Linked DNA regions of Mus musculus: region 1 is linked to region 2. The links are chromatin contacts, called in public Hi-C maps. All regions are on one chromosome and are shown on one strand. The core of a region is the stretch at or near the end of the contact, and the rest is flanking DNA. Distances in the headings are between cores, read along the strand shown.

Region 1 (4,220 bases), core at 848-3,347, 67 kb before region 2:
ACGAGATACAGAGGCTATTCGGGGTGAAACTTCCAAGCCTTGACCCTCAGCATTCCAATTTGCACAATAAATTCCTGATAAAATTTCAAGCTTAAGAAATCACTTAAAGAATTTATGCTGCCCATTAGCTCAGTTCTGTCTGGGTGCTCTGCTCCCTCCCCGTGCCCTTGTCACAGTCCCTCATCTTGTCACAGACTTTCCTGGTCACTTAAGTTCTGCCCCGGCTCCGGTGTGACCTTGGCAAGCCCGGGTACCTCCAAGCATCTCACATTTCCCTGTCTCTAAAGTGATGGTATACTTTGCCACGCTGGGATTCCTGAGGATATAGTCATCTCTTCAAACTGCTGAGCAAGATGTAAGTACCCCTAGAGTGTCAAATGACCAGGGCTCAGCTTGTCTCTCCGTGGGGGCCGCTGCCAGCTCCCTGTCCCTTTTAATGGACACAAACCATGGAGATGCATTTTTACCAGCTTTGGGTTTCCTCTAGGCTCAGAAGCAGTATGTGAACTTCTGTGGATGGGCAGTTCAGGACCATGTGGCAGCTTGCACGCAGTGTCTCTGCCTATTCACCCTGCTGACCACTTCCGGCTTGCCCAGGTTCTCCTGGGTCCTCACTTTCTTAGGAATCCCTCCCTTTACCTCACTAGGGAAGGGAGCCCCTTATGCTTGGCAGGAGTTCATTTGACAGTGACCCTTGAGCTCCTTCACTTTCTCTTACCTTGCTCCCTCCTTGACAGGAAGAGATGTCTGACTCAAGGGAGAGTAAAGCCTCCTGGGAGGTCTCACCAGACAAGAAGAAAGAAAACATTGAATTTCTCCAGCGCAGGACGTGGACTTTCCATCCCGTCTCCCCAGACTCTCTTTTCCTCCCATAGAAAGCTTTTTACAGGCCAGGATATGACTCAGTCATTGAGCACCTACCTACCTAGCACACACAAGACCCTGGGTTCTACCCCCATTGCCAAAACAACAACAGAACAAATCACATCACAATGACCTGGGGCTACAGTCCTTGCCTGAAAGCACGAACCCTGAGTCTGATCCGCAGAACCCATGAGAGAAGCTAAGTATGGTGATATGCACGTGCTGGGGAGGCAGAAATAGGGAGTTCCTGGGCCTCACTGGACAGTCACCCTAGCCCCATCAGGAAATTCCAGGCCAGTAAGAGGCCTGCCTCAAAAAACAGGGTGGACAGCCCCCGAGGAATGGTGCCCAAATTATCCTCTGACCTCCACATGCACGCTCACACATGGCCTTCATCACTATTTCTTAAGGTTCTATTTACATTTAGTGCATCAGCAGATACATACTACGAGCAGTTTCCCCATATCTTACAATGAATCCACTTGTTTGTGTACAGGGAGGGCAACCTGTATAGGCATAAAGAATCCGGCTTGTTTTTATGCCTTCCCAGATTCTAACCAGGAGCCCCTCTCAAGATGCTCACTTCAAAGCAAGGACTGGCCTTTTGAACAGCAGCTACCATAAGCCCGATAGGGTGGCCCCACAATGCAGCCCAACATCAGTGAATGTGGAAATGAGCATGCTTACGCCCTTGTTATGGCCCAGTGCTTCCAGGGCCTGTGGAGAGCTCCGGAGAGCTCCTGACAGCTTCCTGATGCTTTGATGTACCCCATGACAAATGCACGGTGGGCTCTGTGCCCCGGTTCAAAGTTAAGCAGTCCTATTTAATTGGAGCAAAGGCCACTTTACAGGAGAACTGAACAGGAACCACATCACAGTGACCCCTGAGTGGCAGCCAATACCCATGAGCCTCGTGACAGGCACATTGGCTAATGATCCCCCGGCCTCACTGTGAGCATGCAGATAGATGTGTCTGCAAAGGGGGAATTGTGTTTGCCAGAGGCTTCAGGTCTGGACTTTCTCTTTAGCTCTTATTAGATAAGAGCTCAGAAACTGAAGGAACAAAACATCCACGTCCTGCCTCCCAGGTGCCCCACATTCCCACAGGGCCAGATTGTTTCCTGGCTCCCTTCGGCTTCCTGGAGATGAGCTCTGTCTTGGTCCCTCTCTCAGAGGGTTAGCAGAGCCCCTGTCACAATGGCCAGACTGTGTGCACTGGGCCCATTCCCTCTGGCTGGCATTTACTGTCTCCATGTGGAGCAGAGCCAGGTGTCAGAGCTTTCAGCTTAGCCCCTGGGCGGCTGTAATTGTCTATGGTCCTGGGGCAGTTGCTGTTCTGCCAATCTCGTGGGATGTTGCTTTTGTAAAACCCAGCAGATAGGTTGGGGAGATGGCTAAGTCAGTTAAGTGCTTGCTAACCTCGATCCCCAGGCAAACATAACAGAGCCATGTGTGATGCTGTCTGTCTATTCTCCCAGCACCAAGGAGACATGAGGACCTCTGAGGAGTGGAGGTGGGATTTCTGTGGCCAGCCATTCTCTCCAAACCAGTGAGCTTCAGGTCCCAGTGAAAGACCCTTCCTCAGAATACAAGGTGAATGGCTAAGAAAGAGTTCCCATGGGACATTGACCTTGAACCCACACGTATGTACATGTATGTGTTTGTATACCAAAATATATATACATAAATACGCACACTTCTGCAGGGGTTTCTCCAGCCCTTGCATCTGAGGTTTTTCTCGTAAGAATATTGCTAGGGATTTAAAAAAAATGCCAGTAAGTATCAGCTTCCCTTGCCTTAAGACCTAAGGTTCAGTCTTTGGTACCCTATAATGTAATGATTTAAAAACAGCAAGCTTGGCACCTACACGCCACTGTTGGCTGTCTCCGACAAACTTGAAGCTGTTTCAGAATCACAGTTTAAAAGTGGCTATCAGGGCTGAAGAGATGGCTCGGCAATTAGCACTGGCTGCTTTTTCAGTGGACCCAGGTCTCATTTCCCAGAACCTGCATGGTTGTGCATGAACATCTGCAACTCAAATTTCAGCGGGTCTCATGCTCTCTCTCATCGGCGTCCATGTGCACTAGGCGTGCATGCGGTGCTCATTCATATATACCGTCGTCAAAACTCTCACCTGCATAAAATAAAAACAAATTAGAAGGGGCTATTGTTTTCTTCCTTCTTTTCTCCCACCCCCTTTCTTTTAGTTTTAAGAGACAGGGTTTCTCTGTGTAGCCCCTGGCTGTGCTAGAGCTCACTCTGTAGACTAGGCTGGCCTTGAACTCAGAGATCTGCCTGCCACTGCCTCCCAAGTGCTGGGATTAAAGGTGTGTGCCATCATCATCATCCAACAGAGGAGCTCTTCTTAATCATAGAGTTGCCTCATATTCCTTGTTTAGACCCAAAGGTGGAGACATTGAAAAGAGCTTCTTTTGAGTGATAGAGAAAGCAAACAAGGGCTTGAGGGGTGCTAATTTGTCCTCTTGAAGCAAATAAAATATATAACTGTTTAGAAGTGCTACAAAGGGAAAAAAAACCATGGAGATGGTACATGGTACTGGAAAGCACTTTTCACTTATTAAAAGCCATTTAATCTGCTAATGAGAGAGCTGTGTGGTGGCTGTCCCTGTGACTGACAAAGCAAGGGGAAGGGGGACCTAACAGGTGCCACTGTTGCCTAGAATAACAAATTAAGCACCAGGACAAAGGGGAAAGCCAAACATTTTTTGAATTTACCATAGAAAGGGTTTTCTTCCTCCTGCCCTTCTTGGGACATGCCTTTCCCATTCAGGTTCATTCAAAATTAAGTTGTACTTTTCCTCCCCTTAAATTCTGATTCTATTCCCCAGATGGCCACACAGAGCTATTCATCTGGCTGCCACAGTTCCTGGTGAGGTTGCCTTTGCCAAGATGCACAAGGCACCAGGTACAACTTATTAACCGGACTCCAGCGTCTCAGCCTCCAGGTTCTGATGAAGAGCAGCTGGATGTGATCTTAGGAACTCATTGGCTGAGTGTCCCTGCAACCATACAGCAGCAGAGGTGAGGTGTCATCCACATACTGAAAAGTGCCACCTTCTCACCCACCGTCTGCCTCTCACCCAATCTGGTGCTAGGAAGCATCAGGTGCTGGGAGATTGTGTCCCCTGAGTCTCTATGCAGCGAAAGGCAGGATGATTAGTTTGGAAATAAAGGAGGCCCTCCTGGGTCTGACTTTTCTCTTGCTCCCCTTTGGACATTATTAACTAATTGGAGCTACAGTCCCTTCATGAGAAGCTGCTTGTCATAACGAATGTACTCTACCTAAGTCCAGCCTCCTTGTGTGCTATCTGTGAGGTGCTTTTTGATGGATGTTT
Region 2 (4,201 bases), core at 1,397-3,896:
CCAATGGATTCAACCTCACCATACCTGGAGATCAAGAGACCCAGTGGGCCCCAGGGAGCAAGCAGAGGACAGGCACATCTTTTGAGGTAGCTAAAAAACAATTCTTAAGCATCTCACCCATGCCTCTGTGGTGTGTAGGTTAATTGAGGGAATTGTAAAACTGGGACATTGTGGGGAGCGGGTGTGGCGGCAGTCCCAAAGGCGCCAGGGACTGCAGCTAAGTCATATGACTTGCACCTGACTTCCTCATATAAGACACAAACATCTTGAGTGCTGTGCAGGTGTACCAGGATACAGGTGAATCCAATTTGGTGGAGATTTGCCCCTGCTGCCCTGATTAGCTGAAGCCTCGTGACTGGCGAGGGGGCATGGCCTGCGGTGCGTGGATGAGAGAGAGTATAAAAGGAGTGAGAGGCCCAGGGTTCGGGGGAGATATAAACAAGAAGAATCAAGACTGAATAAACTGCTGTTAGAAGGACTGGTGGTCGCGTCATTCTTGCTGGTCGAGAGCGGGCGCGACAGGACACAGCTAGCCAGAGAGACCCAGGAGGGTGCAAACATAGATCAGACTGAACCAAGCAGAAGATGGAAGGCAGACAAGGCAAAGTATGACACATAACCAGGGACAGCCATTATCTAACAGGGTGGGGCCAGTTCCAAATGAATCTGCAGACATGGGTGCCTATACATTGCTCCTAGAATCCATGGGGACTGCAGTGAAGGAGGGACCACTCCTAGATCATGCTGGGTCATAAACTTGCACCTCAGAATGCTGATGCTTTGAGAACTTTGTAAATGCTTATTGTAGGAGTCACATCTGTCGAGGTTTCATGTGAGCCTAGTGCATTACCTAGAATTTAATTTCCATCTCAGAAATACAATTGCCTTGACACACTAATTCCGGCTTTCCTTTCAAAGAAAAGAATGAAGAAACGTGTAGAATGTCCCAATTTCCTGATTCAGTGGGACATCTCTGAGTGTAGGCCAGTCCTCCTGATAGAGAAAGATTTGTCCTGAGTGTGCAGCAGCTCTCTGTCCCACGTGCAGAAGCTTGCTGACTTCATCGTACTATGGGTTCTTCCATTTAGACAAGATCCAACTGATGCTGTGAAATGTGGTTTGGTTGAACAAGATGGGTCTGCTCTAACAGGATTTGCTGAATCAGATTCAATGACCAAGGTGGGAATGAAGAAACTGAACAGTATACCCAATAGTTAGTTCTCTTCGAGAAGGAGGAAGAGGAAGAAGAGGAGAAGGGAGAAGAGGAAGAGGAGGAAGAGACTATAGGGACCAAAGAGATAGCTCATAGTTAGGAGTGACTATTACCCTTCCAGAGGATCTGGGTTCGACTCCTAGCACTCATTGCCTGATTGTAAGATCCAAGGTCCAGTGTCTTCTTTGGTCCCCTGGGCACCTGCACACACATTGCACATACCTACACAGATACACATACACACTATAAATCTAATAAAAACTGAAAATAACAAAGCGAAAGACCTGCAGAATCTCTGCTTTTCATTTTCAGTTTTATAGTGTTGGGCATCTCAAACAGTAACCTGGTTTCCAACACTGAGCCACACCCAGCTCGTTGGTATCTTTATTTGTTGTATTTACTTTGTCTTGGATTGTTTGTTTGTATGTTTGAGACAGGGTCTTATGTTAGCCCATGCTGGCCTTAACCTTGCCATGTAGCCTCAGAGTGGTCTTGAGCTTTTGATCCTCCTGTGCCTCATCCCCAGCACTGGGGTTACAGGTGTGCACCTCCACACCTGGTTTATGTGGTGCTGTGGGGATGGAGCCCAGGGTTTCCAGAATGCCAAGCAAGCTCATCGAAACAACATCCCCAACTCCTTGGTACCTTTTCAGTTAAAGATAGCAACAATATGCATGGAGCTGTGTTGGCTTTGTTGCATCAGTGAATGGGAAACCACAACATTTGACTTAGTGTGGCTGCCCGCAGATCTGATTAGGCACTCTTGCTGTCATCCCCCAAGACAAAAGAGCAGATCCGCACAGCCTGCCATCCGCTCCAGTTCCCATCATCTGACTACTTCCTCTTCCCAGCCTCTTCACTGTTTGAGTCATGGTGCATACTCACAGGACTTGTGCTTACCCCTGGGACATGCTGTCAGAGCTGTCACATTGTAGTGTTTTCTGTTTGTTCCACCTGAATCCCTGAATGCCTCCTCTCTGTCCTTCCTGGAATCTGCCAACTGGAGGTGTGTGGGGGAGCTAAATACCACTTCACATACCTGCATCCGTTCCTCAGAGCCTCACACATGTCCATCCCCAGAACCAGTTTCCTCATCTAAGCAAGGTACGCCTTTCATGCCCTTTCACAGGTATTGCGTATATGTGGTCAGCACTCTGGGTGTATTCTAAATGACTGTGGCTACAGCCGTTATTGCTCTTTACTCTGACAGCCTTTGCTCTCTGTAGGTTATGATCTTGTTCCCAGCGGGGTGAAGGGTAACAGGGGCAGGGAGAATGCTAATAAGAAACCCTTTGAAGCTGGGTGACTGCTAGTTGAAGGTGGGTGGCTCAGGAAACCCTGGAGCTGTGGACATGGTTTCAGTGGTGGGGATGGTAGCCAACGCTATCACTGCCTGTTTTTCAAGGTCTCTCTCTCTGTAAGAGCAAGCATGGTCCTGGCCCCCATGCTTCCTGTGATCACAGAGGTGGTGATGCACTGTGTTGAGCAGTACATACCTGCCCTGATGTCAGGTCTGTAGACAGCCTCCCCCACTGTCACCCCCTTCCCCCGCCACTATCACCTAATGCTTGTCATTTCAAATGGCTTTGCCTTGCTGAGCCCACCTCCTGAACTATGAGAACCTCAGGGACACTGGACTGCAGCCTTTGGAGAACCACACCATGCCAGAGCCAGCAACCACCACAGGCATTTCTAACAAGCCATTAGCCGTCTTTCCCAAAGGCTGCAGCAGGTGCAGAGACTTCTCAAGTGGTCCTGCCATAGCTGTTCTTGGCTGTAACAACAACAACAACAACAACAACAACAGCAGCAGCAGCAGCAACAACAACAACAACAAAAATGAGAAGTTAAACATGGAAATCACTCTGAAGAAAGGTCTAGAACCCTGAGTGCAAGCCCTCACTAAGATGTCTTCATGAACACTTGGAATCCTCCAAGCACACAGTCCTGACAGATGCCTCTCACTACCTCCATACAGCAGGAAGAGCTCGGTTCACCCTCCCTGCCCTTCATGGAGTTTGCAGAACGGACACAAACATTGGCCAAGCAGGAAGTGCCTGAAAACAGCTGGCCAGTATGCCATAGCCCCAGAAGAGCTCTGCTTGCTGATTGCCCAGGTTGGGGATTCCTATTAGAGCTCCTAAGGATGACTGGCGCTTCGGTGAGTCTACCTATGTGGCTGGTAGGTAGCTGGAGTCCTAAGTCAAAAGATGGTGTTCCTCCATTAAGGACAGAATAAGAGTTGGGATGGAATCCACCAAGAGAATCTGCTCTTGTTTCTAAATACTGAACATCGCAGGCAGGGTTTTGTAAAGTCTTATTTAACGAGACATCAAAAATAATCTTCTCTGCCTCATGTTGTAAGATTAAAAGAACAATACAAACATAGTGATACAATTCAAAAGCATGGAGGGATGCCAGATGTCTCTGAAATCCTGTTTTACAGTTAGTTATAGCAGTGAGTTCAGGTCTGGGGTTCTGGCTGTCGAGGAAACTCTAGCAGTATCTCAGCAACATGTCCACCTCTGCCACCACTAAGATACAAGATACAGCGTCCTCATTAGCCTTTCTCCTGACCCATGATCAGGAGCAGACATTCATTATGGTGGATCACCAGCAAAGTGCCTGGGCCCTGCCCCTGGCTTTGGAGCCTCATCCAAACATGGCAATCAGAGAGACTGGCTTTGACAAATCCACTTAAAGGTGGATTCAAGAATCAACATGTGGCTCACCAGAAGGGGTGAGAGTCTCAAGACACTTAATGTAGAGAGAAGATACTGAGTCATCACTGTTGTGAGAGTGTGTATGCCTACACCGTAACAGTCTAAACTAGTTCACACATGGTGCTCTTGAGCTGGGCCTGTGTGACTGTGTGCCATGAGATGGAACTTAGGGGTCAGAGGTCATCTGGTAGCTCTAGGTGGTACTAAGGGGGCAGTGGGTCCCATCTTTATGTAGAAGAGAGGCTGAGGAGGAGCAGGGTCTGTG

What was found. Hi-C and Micro-C count contacts between places; a contact is called where the count stands out from the background.
Region 1: a contact with region 2 is called in a Hi-C map of the N1E-115 cell line, with 2.2 times the contacts expected there. The contact joins two enhancer-like sites. A contact is called at or near these places in 6 of 39 promoter capture datasets (the 3T3-L1 cell line, 3T3-L1-derived adipocytes, the HPC-7 cell line and 3 more), 1 of 15 datasets of contacts at CTCF or cohesin (CD8 T cells), 8 of 484 Hi-C or Micro-C datasets (the 3T3-L1 cell line, the C10 cell line, CD4 T cells and 4 more), 1 of 115 datasets of contacts at active chromatin or transcription factors (embryonic stem cells) and 2 of 9 other capture datasets (adipose tissue and embryonic stem cells).

Annotation. Positions count from the first base shown.
Region 1 is chr8:125,714,273-125,718,492 of GRCm38.p6, reverse strand. No RefSeq gene overlaps it. Among named protein-coding and RNA genes, the nearest start is that of Ntpcr, 18 kb to the left of the region's middle. Within about 2 kb of position 2,097, at least 19 of the 459 cell types and tissues checked have an H3K27ac peak or open chromatin away from gene starts, as enhancers often do. A contact at or near this core is called in the N1E-115 cell line, where this site is marked.
Region 2 is chr8:125,647,451-125,651,651 of GRCm38.p6, reverse strand. No RefSeq gene overlaps it. Among named protein-coding and RNA genes, the nearest start is that of Gm30871, 18 kb to the left of the region's middle. Within about 2 kb of position 2,646, at least 41 of the 459 cell types and tissues checked have an H3K27ac peak or open chromatin away from gene starts, as enhancers often do. A contact at or near this core is called in the N1E-115 cell line, where this site is marked.